Linked DNA regions of Mus musculus: regions 1 and 3 are each linked to region 2. A link is a contact called in public HiChIP or PLAC-seq and Micro-C data. All regions are on one chromosome and are shown on one strand. Each heading gives the region's core, a stretch centred on a gene start, on an enhancer-like site or on the middle of the called end of the contact. The rest is flanking DNA. Distances are from core to core; before and after follow the strand shown. Region 1 overlaps Slc9a3 (solute carrier family 9 (sodium/hydrogen exchanger), member 3). Region 2 holds the start of Tppp (tubulin polymerization promoting protein). Region 3 holds the start of Slc12a7 (solute carrier family 12, member 7).

Evidence for each region. Hi-C and Micro-C count contacts between places; a contact is called where the count stands out from the background. HiChIP or PLAC-seq counts read pairs in DNA pulled down with a chosen protein or histone mark.
Region 1: an H3K4me3 HiChIP or PLAC-seq map of forebrain shows a contact between it and region 2, with 3 times the contacts expected there. The contact joins the enhancer-like site here to the promoter of Tppp in region 2. A contact is called at or near these places in 1 of 39 promoter capture datasets (hippocampal neurons), 5 of 115 datasets of contacts at active chromatin or transcription factors (bone marrow-derived macrophages, double positive thymocytes, embryonic stem cells and 1 more) and 2 of 9 other capture datasets (adipose tissue and liver).
Region 3: a Micro-C map of embryonic stem cells shows a contact between it and region 2, with 4 times the contacts expected there. The contact joins the promoter of Slc12a7 here to the promoter of Tppp in region 2. A contact is called at or near these places in 2 of 39 promoter capture datasets (the C10 cell line and maxillary cranial neural crest), 4 of 484 Hi-C or Micro-C datasets (LSK cells and embryonic stem cells) and 2 of 115 datasets of contacts at active chromatin or transcription factors (embryonic stem cells and pancreatic cancer cells).

The regions. Positions count from the first base shown.
Region 1 is chr13:74,164,408-74,168,262 of GRCm38.p6, reverse strand. Slc9a3 (solute carrier family 9 (sodium/hydrogen exchanger), member 3) reads right to left here. Exons shown (of 16, transcript NM_001081060.2): 14 at 3,667-3,739; 15 at 2,858-2,965; 16 at 1-2,452. The coding sequence ends at 2,199. Among named protein-coding and RNA genes, the nearest start is that of Exoc3, 42 kb to the left of the region's middle. Within about 2 kb of position 1,327, at least 167 of the 459 cell types and tissues checked have an H3K27ac peak or open chromatin away from gene starts, as enhancers often do. A contact at or near this core is called in adipose tissue, bone marrow-derived macrophages, forebrain and 2 more, where this site is marked.
Region 2 is chr13:74,007,482-74,010,984 of GRCm38.p6, reverse strand. It overlaps Tppp (tubulin polymerization promoting protein), which reads right to left and starts at 1,566. Exons shown (of 4, transcript NM_182839.2): 1 at 1,476-1,566. It overlaps Gm15912 (predicted gene 15912), which reads left to right and starts at 1,631. Exons shown (of 3, transcript NR_168519.1): 1 at 1,631-1,909; 2 at 1,991-2,166; 3 at 2,521-2,856.
Region 3 is chr13:73,761,572-73,764,992 of GRCm38.p6, reverse strand. It overlaps Slc12a7 (solute carrier family 12, member 7), which reads right to left and starts at 1,296. Exons shown (of 24, transcript NM_011390.2): 1 at 1,103-1,296. The coding sequence starts at 1,226.

The DNA.
Region 1 (3,855 bases), core at 78-2,577, 160 kb before region 2:
TAAGTTGATGGACCTTCCTGGGACTCCTCTGAAGGTGACTGTCAGCCTTGTTCCTGAGACATGGTATTTAGTTTCCTGAGCAGAAACCTGAGTGCTTTGTTTCAGAAGTCTCCAGGAAGTCCTTAAGTCCACCTTTAGACTCATCTCGATCTCCCTTAAGTGATACCCTGTGGTACAGGCCAAGTTTCCAGTGAGTTGGAAGCAAAACTCAGGTGACTCTTCAATACTGGACTTCTGAGGAAAAGTGATAAGGGATGATGGCCCAGCCTCTTACCCCTACAGAGGGCCAATGTTCTAAGGCAGAGTCCCTGAAGATCTGGGGGCAGAACAAATTGCCCAGAGAGTGGGTTCCTACATTCCCCTACTCTTGAGTGATGTAGAGCCCCTCTATGCCCCAGGTCTTCCCTGCCTTTGATTGATACCAGAGAGCTGGCTATAATTTTGACCAAGGTTTCTAGTGAACCACTACTAGCGCCCTAGCTCAGCCTGCCTGGCCATCTGCAGTGTTCCCAACTTAGGCATAGCTCAGGCCAGACACCTTGTTTGTGATGGCAAGGACCAGGCTGGGAGGGGCCAGGCAGGGAAAGTCTGAGCTAGAAGAGCCAAATATTTCTGCAGTTAATCACAAGGTCTAGGGCAGTCTGGAGAACTAACTTGGAAGGGGGTCAGATAGGGCCTCGGGGTGTATATTTCTGGGGATGCATAGGACCTGCTACCTATTTAGAATGAGGTTGATCTGGGCAGTGCCACTTCTACACATCTTAATTTTTGAGACCTTCTTTTGTACCAGCAGTGATTTAAGTCCACCACAAGCCGCTCAGGGATCTTCCTCCTCCTCAGAGTAAGGGTGGCAAACACTAACAAGGGCTCTAGCCTCAGGGTAGGGGTGGGGAGGCAGCACCACAGAGCCCTAGGATCTGAACCAGGGCAAGAAGATGGCAGGAGGCAGTGTGGTATCCTGGGGACACCAGATGGATTCTTCCTAGGGCTAGGCTATGCATTAAGACTCCCAGGGTGCATTGGACCCTAAGAACACTAGCTGGTTGGGGAGGGGCCACTGAAGGAGACCCTCTGAGCTGGGCCCCTGGCCAGGCAGCAATTACAGTGGCGTCTCTTCTTGCTCCAGAGCGTGCAGTGGCAGTTCTATAGAGCCCGGAAGAGAAGCGAGTTTTAGCAGAGCTGGTCGTCGGCGCGGGCGAGGCCTTTGGAATGAGCGCCTACTGTGTACCCGGCGTGCAGCTGCCGACCGAGCATGTGCACTGGGTGGGGCCCGGTGCTCTGGCTCTGTCCCGGGATCACCAGAGGCAAAAGTGACAGTCGAGGTGCGCTCAGATGGGGCGGGGCTTGGGGCGCGTGGGTGGGCGAGCCCTGCGGGGAGCAAAGACTGCTGGGAAGCAGCAGATGGCTGACGAGACAAGCGTCCAGTAAGCGATGTGCCAGAGCCCGTGTCACCTGTGGGAAAACAGGAGTGTGAGTGGCTCTCAGTCCAGATCAACACTGACCTCCAGAAGCCTGTACTCAGTCCAAGATTCCCTTCCCCCTGAGTTTGCTGTTCCTCCATGGCTTGCCCAAAATTAGGTGCCTGACCATGGAAAGGGTACCTCAGGCTCAAGTGCAAAGAAAGACCCCTAACCTTCCACACCAAATGGGGGCATTTTCTGCTGTGCACTACTGCAGAGTTAGGAGGAGTTCCAGCCGGTGTCTCTGAACCTTCCTAGGCAGCTATGCACTGAGCAGATCTGGCTCACTCCCCATATTCTGACACTTTCAAACCCTGCCATTGATAGCAGCCCCCTCCACAAGGGGTAGCAGTGCCACACCCATCCCTGGGTACTACTGCTCTACCCTAAAAACCTATCACAAGCCTCAAGGCACATAAGGCTCTTTCAAAGAGCCAGATCTTTAATTCCAGCACTCAGGAGGCAAAGGCAGCCTGGTTTTCATAGCTAAGTTCCAGCAGCCAGAGCTGCTCAGGGAAACCCTGTCGAAAAGGGTGGAAGCGGGGGCAAGCCGAGAGACAGAAGCAAAGAGCAGGTGGAAGAGCTCTGTGGACAAGCAGGTTCTAAGAAATATACAGCTGGACAGATGACCAAGACAGGGTTTGCAGAGTGAAGACAGCTGCTGCAAAGTCTGAAAAAGTGCAGGTACACCTGACGGCAACAGCTGGGAAGAAAGAACGCGTTAGAGGAGGAAAGCAGTTACATGTGTGTGGACTCGGGGGCAGCCGGTTGGAGCTGTTCCTCGTGGCCATCAGCCTGCAGGAAGGAATCCACGGATTTGTTGCTGAGGCGGAATGGTGTCAGGCGGCGGAAGTTGCTGGGAGAGTTTGGAATCTGAACACGGGCCCTCTGGGAGGGCACCACGGTCTCCCCAGGGGACAGCCAGGGTGGCACCCTGGATAGGATGCTTGGGTCCAGATCCTCATCAGGGGAGAACACGGGATTATCAATTCCTAAGAGAAAGGGCAGCTGGTCAACCTCAAAGAAATACGTGCTCTCAGGGGAACTAGGAGGCTGGGTGGATTGGCTCTGTACTGGGTGACTATGTCAACTTCTCTTGGGGCTACCACCTTCAGGGTAACCTTGACAGTCAAACTTATAAATCTAACCCTCATCCCACACCTTCCCTCCACATTTGAGACCCAAAAATCCTAGACAGTTTCAACAACACCTCCCTTCTCTCAGGTCTGGCCTGTTCTTCCAGATATGCTTGCCATCTGCCCTGGGAAGACATCTAGGTAGAAGAGGTTATACCTCCAAGATTGATACTAAGCCTCCTCAAGCCTAGCTCCTCCTTCAATGACCAAGCTTGCTTAGGGCAGCAGGGATATCTCCCGCATTGGTCTCTCCCATCTTACCTGCCCCAGAGTCAGAGGCTACATCCTGGGTGACACTGGCCAGAAACTCAATGCCTCCACTGATCTCTTCATAGTTGGTGGCCTCCTCATGCTCTGAAAGTTCCAAATCTAGGTAGCAGAGGAAAAAGAATACTTTGAGTAAGAATGACTCAAGTTCTTGATGGCTGCTATACACTCTCCCCTCCTATCACACACACCCCCTTCCCCCGCTCCATGGGTGGTTTTTCACAGCACTTGGGTAGCCTAGGGTTCAAGGGTCTGGAGCCAGTTGTGCAAAGGTCTGAACTACTCCTACAGTGCTTCCTTTTGTGACCCCAGCTATATTTGATCTTTGGGAAGGTCTGTTGGATAGGAATGGCTGGGACCCCAAGACCTACAGTGAAAGGGATGGATGAAGAAAAACCACTTATCTTTTAAAGGTATGTGTGTATATGTATGTGTGTGTGTGCTCATGCACATGCATGCTCGTGAGTGTGTTTAGTACCCATGAGGGCCAGAAGAGGGCATTGGATTCCCTGGAACTGGAGTCGCAGGTGGCTTAAGTTGCCTTATGTGAGTGCTAGGAACTGAACTTGAGTCCTCTGGAAGAGCAGTAACCATTCTTAAACACTATGGGATGTCTTTCCATCCCATAGTGGGAGTGCTGCTGCAGGAATATGGGAGAAGAGCACTAAGAGTGTCTGGCCTAGTGGTATTCCCACTCCCACCCACCAAGGGATGCATAGAGGTCCAAGATCAGAATCCCCGGGTACAGCCACAGGTCCGGGAGTCCCTCCTGAATCAAGCACTTACAGAGGAACAGTTCTTACCTTTCTCCTTGATGGTGTAGTTGTGTGCCAGGTTCTCCATAGGCAGTTTCCCATTAGGAATGCTGCTATTCCTCTGTGGACAAGTATGAGCTCTTACAGATGTACCCACATCCAGGCCCCTAACTTGCAGGAATTTGGTCTCTGCTCTGGTGAAAGTCTGTTCACCTGGCAGCTTGCCTGGCCAGCAGG
Region 2 (3,503 bases), core at 317-2,816:
TCCTGCATGGGGGGTCTCTGGGCACACAGCCTTCCTGGGCGAGGGAGATGGGATGGACAAGGCTGTAAGGTTCCCTTCCCTGGCAAAACTGAAATCACACCTCCTACAGGCTCCTCCTTCAGTCGTGCACTATAAATAGGACAGCAGGCCCTGCTGAGGAAGCTGGGTCTCATCCTCCCTGAAGCTCAGCAGAGCTGTCTGCAGGGCCCCATTCTGCAGACTTCTCCCAAGCCTCCACCCCTCATGTCTGGTTTCAGTGTTCTTAAACGGAATTTTCTAATGCTTATAAAAATTTCCAAAACCTTAGATGATAGTTAAAATAGCCATGTACCACAACCTCAAGAAATGGAGAAGGCGGACCCAAGGAGCACCAAGAGGAAAACGTGCAGCTGCGCAGGTCGCCCTCACTTCACCATCGGTTAAGACAGGGATTCTCAAAGCTGTCTATTCAAATACGCCACTTGAATAGGGCACCTTTTCTAATGGCGAGTCCCGGTGGTAATCAGGAGCTTTTCTGAATAGAGGAGTCCTTTAGAGACGCTCAGATTGTGCCCCTCCCCCTCGCCAGTCCTTCAGGGTCACGTGACGGGAGAGGGGCTGGCACGCGAGCAGAAACAGCAGCCGGCCGCCAGAGAATCCAGCTAAAGACAAGCAGGGTTTCGCGCCCCCCACCCAACTCTCCCCCGCTCCCCCAAACACACACAACATTGCTCCAGTCGTGGAGAGCTCGCGCCGCCTAAGAAAGCCACCTACACGGCCAAGGGAGCCCAGATACGCAAGTGGGCTCTGGGCCGAACGCCTCCATTCGCCCCAGGACACGCACAGGACCAATCACCAGGACACAGCCTGTCCAAAGCTGCGCCACAAAGGGTACTACTCGTCTTCCTCACCTAGTTCAAGGCCTCGTTTACATAACCGAAACCGCCGAGCAAGGGTCGAGTCCTCCCTCTCCTTCGCGCAAACGTGGGCATTCAACATGCGACCCTGACAAAACCCTCGCCATCTCGAATGAGAGATGCAGGCTCGAAAGGAGGGTGACATAGAGAACTGGCGCTGTCACCTGCAGGACGCAACGCGCGCTCAGGATTCTGGACCCATGAACCCCCGGCAGCTCCAGCTCCGGTATGCACAGCTCCGGGCGGTGGCTTCTCTTTACCCCGTTTTCCACCAGGTTCCACGAGCAGCGACCCGGGTCGCTGGCACGAGGCCTGGCACCTTGGTCTGGTGGGGAGCCGTGGGGTGTTTTCTGTCCACCGTATCAAGTGCCGACGCAATGCGCCTGGCTCAGTGTAAACGCATACCCATTCTTGACACCACTGCTCTGAGATCTCAAAGGAACTAGTTGCTTCAGCAACTAGACCTGATCTAGCCACTGCAGAGAGTGACAGGTGGCCAGCCTCACGGACCGGAGGGGTCCCGAGCCTTGGCCCCAGAACCGCGCCTCGGACCACGGACAGCGCCCAGCGCAAGCTTACCTCCAAAACGCGTCCACTGCTGCGCCTCAGCGACTAGACGCGCGCCCAGGGGCGCCGAGCTCTCAGAGCTGTCCGCCGGGCCCCGCCCTCCGGCACCGCCCACATGCCCCTCCTCCTCCCGCTCCGCCTAGGCGCGCACTAAGGCCCCTCCCAGCAGGAGCGCAGCGCACTGACACCCGAGGCAGCCACTGCCTTACAAGGCTGCCACAGGCACAGCCAGCCTATGGACGCCGCTCGACCCAGGGTGCGGTCGCTGTGGAGCTGTGGAGCGTGGGAACCGGGCTGAGGTTGGGGAAGAGCGACTAGGGCACACCTGGCCCTGGGGCCCCGGGCGTGCGGCCAGTCGCAAGTAGGGAAGCTGAGGCTGGTGGCGCAGTCGCAGACTACACTGCGCACAACCCGTTGCTGATCCCTACCTGCCTGGAGAGCTTGATGTGCGTGGTGAGATGCTGGCCACTCGGGTTACCTGCACGAAAAGGATCCTTAGAGTCTCTGCTGATTTTCCTTCCTTCTAGGGACGCTTGCCACGGGATCTCCACCCCGCTGACTCTGTGGTGAGGTCAGGGTCGCACTGGTGGCTCTGAAGAAGATTATGGGGTTAGCAAGGAGGCAATGGGGCTGGAAGATTTGGTTCAATAGACTCTTCAGTCCTCCAGGTTCTGTCTCAGACTCTAACCAAGTCACCCACTGAGTAAGTGTGTGTGTGTGTGTGTGTGTGTGTGTGTGTGTGTGTGTGAGTGAGTGTGTGTTGGGGAATTTTCTGAGTGTCTGACAAATTAACTCATGCTTGAGGAAACCTTGTTTTGAAACTTCAGAAATGGGGCCCACCTGAGCACTTGGAGCAAATTACCCCTCCCCATGGTAGTCTCTGACCCTCAGATCCCCCGGACTCTCTGCTTTCTTCGGCTACTCAAAAATGACTAAAAAGTTACTTCTAATTCTTGCTCTCCCGAGAATTCCCACTCACCATGGAAGCCATGTGAGTTCAGGACTGTGGGACTATAAGGAATGGAGAACCAGACCCAGACTCTCTCCTTTTTTATAGGGTCTTGGCTTGGCCACTTGCCTTATGTCCCACAAAGCCCCAAGTCCTGCTGTGATGGTTTGTATATGCTTGGCCCAAGAAGTGGCACTATTTGGAGGTGTGGCCTTGTTGGAGTAGGTGTGACCTGGTTGGAGTAGGTGTGTCACTGTGGGCATGGACTTAAGACCCTCACCCTAGCTGCCTGGAAGTGAGTAGCAGCCTTCAGATGAAGATGTAGAACTCTCAGCTCCTCTTGCACCATGCCTGCCTGGATGCTGCCATGCTCCCACCTTGATGATAATGGACTGAACCTCAGAACCTGTAAACCAACCCCAATTAAATGTGTCCTTTATAAGATTTGCCTTGGTCATGGTGTCTGTTCACAGCAGTAAAACCCTAACTAAGAAACCTCCCATTCTCTGAAAATCAACAATGTAAATGAAGTTCTGAAAGCTGAAATACATGTTTATGTTTCTATTAGCATGTTTCGAAATGGTGACTTTATCGTTAAATTTTATTTTTATTTATTGTGTGTGCATATGCCTGTTTGAAAGTATGTGCGCCATTTGCATGCTGGGTGCCCTCGGAAACCAGATGGGTAAGTTAGATTTCTTAGAGCTGGAATTACAGGTAATTGTGGGATGCCTAATGTGGGTTCTGGGGATTAAATACAGGAAGACTTGTATCAATATAATAAAGTTCTAGAGGCCCGGCTGTTAACAACCATAGTCCAAGATGTCAGCTTGACGGGTTCGGATCATGGCTTCTGACCTGACCCTCCTGCAGCATGACAGCTGCTGAAGTTTCAAGGCTCTTACCTGCGACAATCTGTATAGGAGACCTGCACCAAATCCAATGGATGTGCCTCTGGTGAGCATCCCTCATAGTGACCCAGCAAAACACCTCTGCTGGGGTGATGGTGGCCCTCCAAATTCACTACATTTGGAACCTCAAAATATGACCTTACATGTAAACAGGGTCTTGGTCTGGGGACATAGTTCGGG
Region 3 (3,421 bases), core at 47-2,546, 250 kb after region 2:
TCCTAAAAGTATGGACTAGAGGAAGCGCAGTTTCTACTGCCTGTATTCTGAGCAGCAAAAGCTCTGATGCCATATATAAAAGATCCGTCCATCTCTTGAGGATTGCACCCTCTTTTCCTTCCAGACCCAGAACCTGGAGCCCAAACCTCCAATGTAAAACTTGGGGTAGGTGCAAGGCCAGCTGCAGCTGTAGGTCTGTGCTGGGTCCTCTCACCTATTAGGGCCTATTAGGATCTAGGTCTAGAAGAGAGTTGGAACAGGGAGGAAGCAGTCAGTTCAAGGTGACTTGCCATCAGCAGAGAGGGTGCTGAGAAGTAGGATGGAGAGAGATTCCCAGGCCCATCACCACCCCGTGGAAAGTGAAAGTGCCAGAGAGCTCCGGATCCAAGGAACAAAGAGCAGCAAAGAGAAGCCCGCGCTCAGAGTGCGCAGCCCCCTCCCCAGGCTTACACGGGCCTCTGTCCTTCCTCTAAGATCCCAAGGGAAGTTTGGCTGGTCCAAGGTCAGTGGAGGCAGATCTGGGATCCCAGTCGGATTTATCGGTTGACCACACTGGGCCATCCTGGAGCAAAAGAAAGCTTGCCCAGAGGAAGCTGTCCGTCAGTGAGATCACCCATCCAGGGGTCTGTACCTCCAGCTCTCCCAGGTACCACCTAGACACCTGGGCCTTCCCGTTCCATAGGTACCTCCAGTAGCTCTGCAACTCCTCCCTAGTCCCGTCAGAGTTGCCAAACCAAGTAGTTTCCGGTGCTCCAGCCTCGATGCTCCAGTCAGGCCATGCAGAGAGGTGGGAACCGCGCCCCCAGGGCTGACTGAGTCAGGCCAACAGGGAGATATGCAGCGGGCGCCTCAAGCAAGGAGCAGAGCACTGAATTCAAGAAACTGAACGAACAGGGCCAACAAACCACCAGCCCAAGAATCCTCTCCCGGTCTCGGGTCACTCCTCCGAGCCAGGCAGATACCAGTTGGCCCTTCTGACCCCTTCCCATCGCCCCGCTACGCGCCGCGCGGGCCGCCGCCAACCAACGAGTCAGAGCGGCCCAGCGGCAGCAGAAGGGCCCAGCCTCTGCCTTTGTCCCGTTGCAGGTGCGGCCAAGCTCACCCGGCGTAGGGGAGGTTTGATCCACGCTCTCGGGAGACTCGGGTTCTTCCGTGCGCTCAGCAGCTTCGTCCCCGGCGCCGTCGGCGCGCGCCTCCACCGGCACCACCGTAAAGTTCGTGGGCATGGCTCCGTTAGACTCTGCTGTCCCTCGCAGCCACACGCTGCTCCAGAGCAGCCGCCGGACTCCGGCGTAGGGGCGGGGTCCGCCCGGCCCGCCCTTGCCCGCCACGTGACCTCACCTGCCCGCCCCCACGGCTCGGGAAAAGTTTGCCCGGGGCGGGGTCGGGAGGCTTCCGGAACGACCACGCCCACCAGACGCTCCACCCCTTAAAACTCCGCCCCTGTAGCCACAGTCTCAGGGTTGCCCCGCCAGAGCCCTGTACCCTCAAGGACTCGGTACGCACAAACCCAACCCCTAGAGGCCACCGCTGAATGAACTGCCCACAGATGCAGACCTCCCTCAGCATAAGAGACACCAGTTCCTCCCCGCAGGACCGCGTCCTCCTCCCATTCCTACTCACAACACAGGCTCAGAGCCCTCCCGCCCTCCAAGAGCCTGTCATTCACCACTTCCACAGCTTCAGTTCTTCCATTCTCATTCCAAACTCCCGTGGGGCTCTTCTCCCACCACCCCACAGGTCATGGCTCCTTTCTCTCAGTTTGCAGCTCCTCATCTCCACCAACGCTGGTGATCTGGGCCCAGGCCCTGACCAGGTCAGGCTGCTAACCTAGGCCAGGGAGTAATGGCCAATCAGGGGACGCTGTGCACCCTGGGGTTAAGTAATCCCACCCAAGAAGGTCACTGGGCTCTGGGACAGGCCTAGCCAGCCAAGCCCGAGACTCTTTGTACCTGCTGGCAGGAGTGTTCCACGATCCAACCTGGGGAACCCTTGCAGCCCAAACTTGGAGGGTGGCAGTTCCTCCCTTTGGCTCCAAGGGCAGGTAAATTCCGAAGGTAGTAGTGACAGGAAGATCCGAGCAAAGAGTTCCAGAACACCACATGGTGGAAGTCACAGATCTTCCGGAATTTCAGGACCTTGTGCATTTTCAATGAAAGACTGGTGAAAAACTGGAAACAAATATTCTTCAAGAGAGAATGGAACTAAAATGTTAGGGTATCATACCCAACACATCCTACAAAAAGCCATAGCCCCCAGGTGCAACAAGTCACCCAAAACTGTTTTAGATGGTCAAAGAGAAACACAGGTGATATGCCTAGAGCTGCTCACAACCTGTGGAACAGGGCCAGCCAGGTGGCCTGGCCCAGTTCAATCAGGGACACGGACTGGAAGGCAGCTGCCGGACCAGTGACACCGCTGGGATAGGCTGAGATACGGGAGTTAAAGGGATTTGCATATCCTACCGATGAGAATAAAACATTTTGAAACTAACTCAGAAAAGCCATTTCTGGGAAAGCCCAACTGTACCCAGTATGGCCGGCTTTCTGCCCTCTGCCAGGAAGGAGCTTGGGGGAAACATGGGCCACTCAGGAATGGCCTCTTATACAGTTTCCAGCTCCTATGGGGGATAGGGCACAACTTGCTCAGATCATACTGTCACCCCACCTCCCTCCAGGAGCTATCCATAGCAAATAGGGAAGGGCTATCACCTGTTTCCCCTGCTCAGCTGGACCTTAGGTGGAAATAGTGACCACCTTCTCCTCCTCAGAACACCCTCCAGACTGGCAAACACTTGAAACTTAGGCTCAGTAGGAGAGGGTTCCTACCATTTCAGAGACCCTGGTATCATACCCAACACATCTTACAAAAAGCCATAGCCCCCAGTCACTTTCCCTGCCCTCCCCCTCTATTGTTTTTAAAGACAGGGTCTCATAGCCCAGGTTGGCCTCAAATTTTGATATAGAGCCAAAGATGACTGAATTCTTGATCCTCCTGCCTCTACCTCCCAAGTACTGGGATTACATACATGTACAGACATGCCCAGCTATAGTCCTTTTTACAAATGTGCCTGTCTCTCAGCCCCATTTCTTCTGGCTGACTGCACACCAGCAAGGTCTATTACTGTGGCATGATATCCACAGGCTGGGAACTCAGACAACACTGAACGCTGTACCCGGTGAAGCTAAGGAAGATTATTGTCAATACACTCAGGTCCACTGGGAGCTTGAGTGGGGAGGGGGTGCCCTGTGAGCTTGGTGACTTAGAGAAGGAAGAGCCCATGGAACAGGGCAGAGTAGCCTATGGGAATGTTTTAATCCCCACAAAGTTGAGATGCAAGGTTTCCATCAGCGCAGTATGGAGAGCCTCAGGACCAATGTCGCACCAGGTATTTTAACTTGAAAGAAAGTAAGCAGCGCGC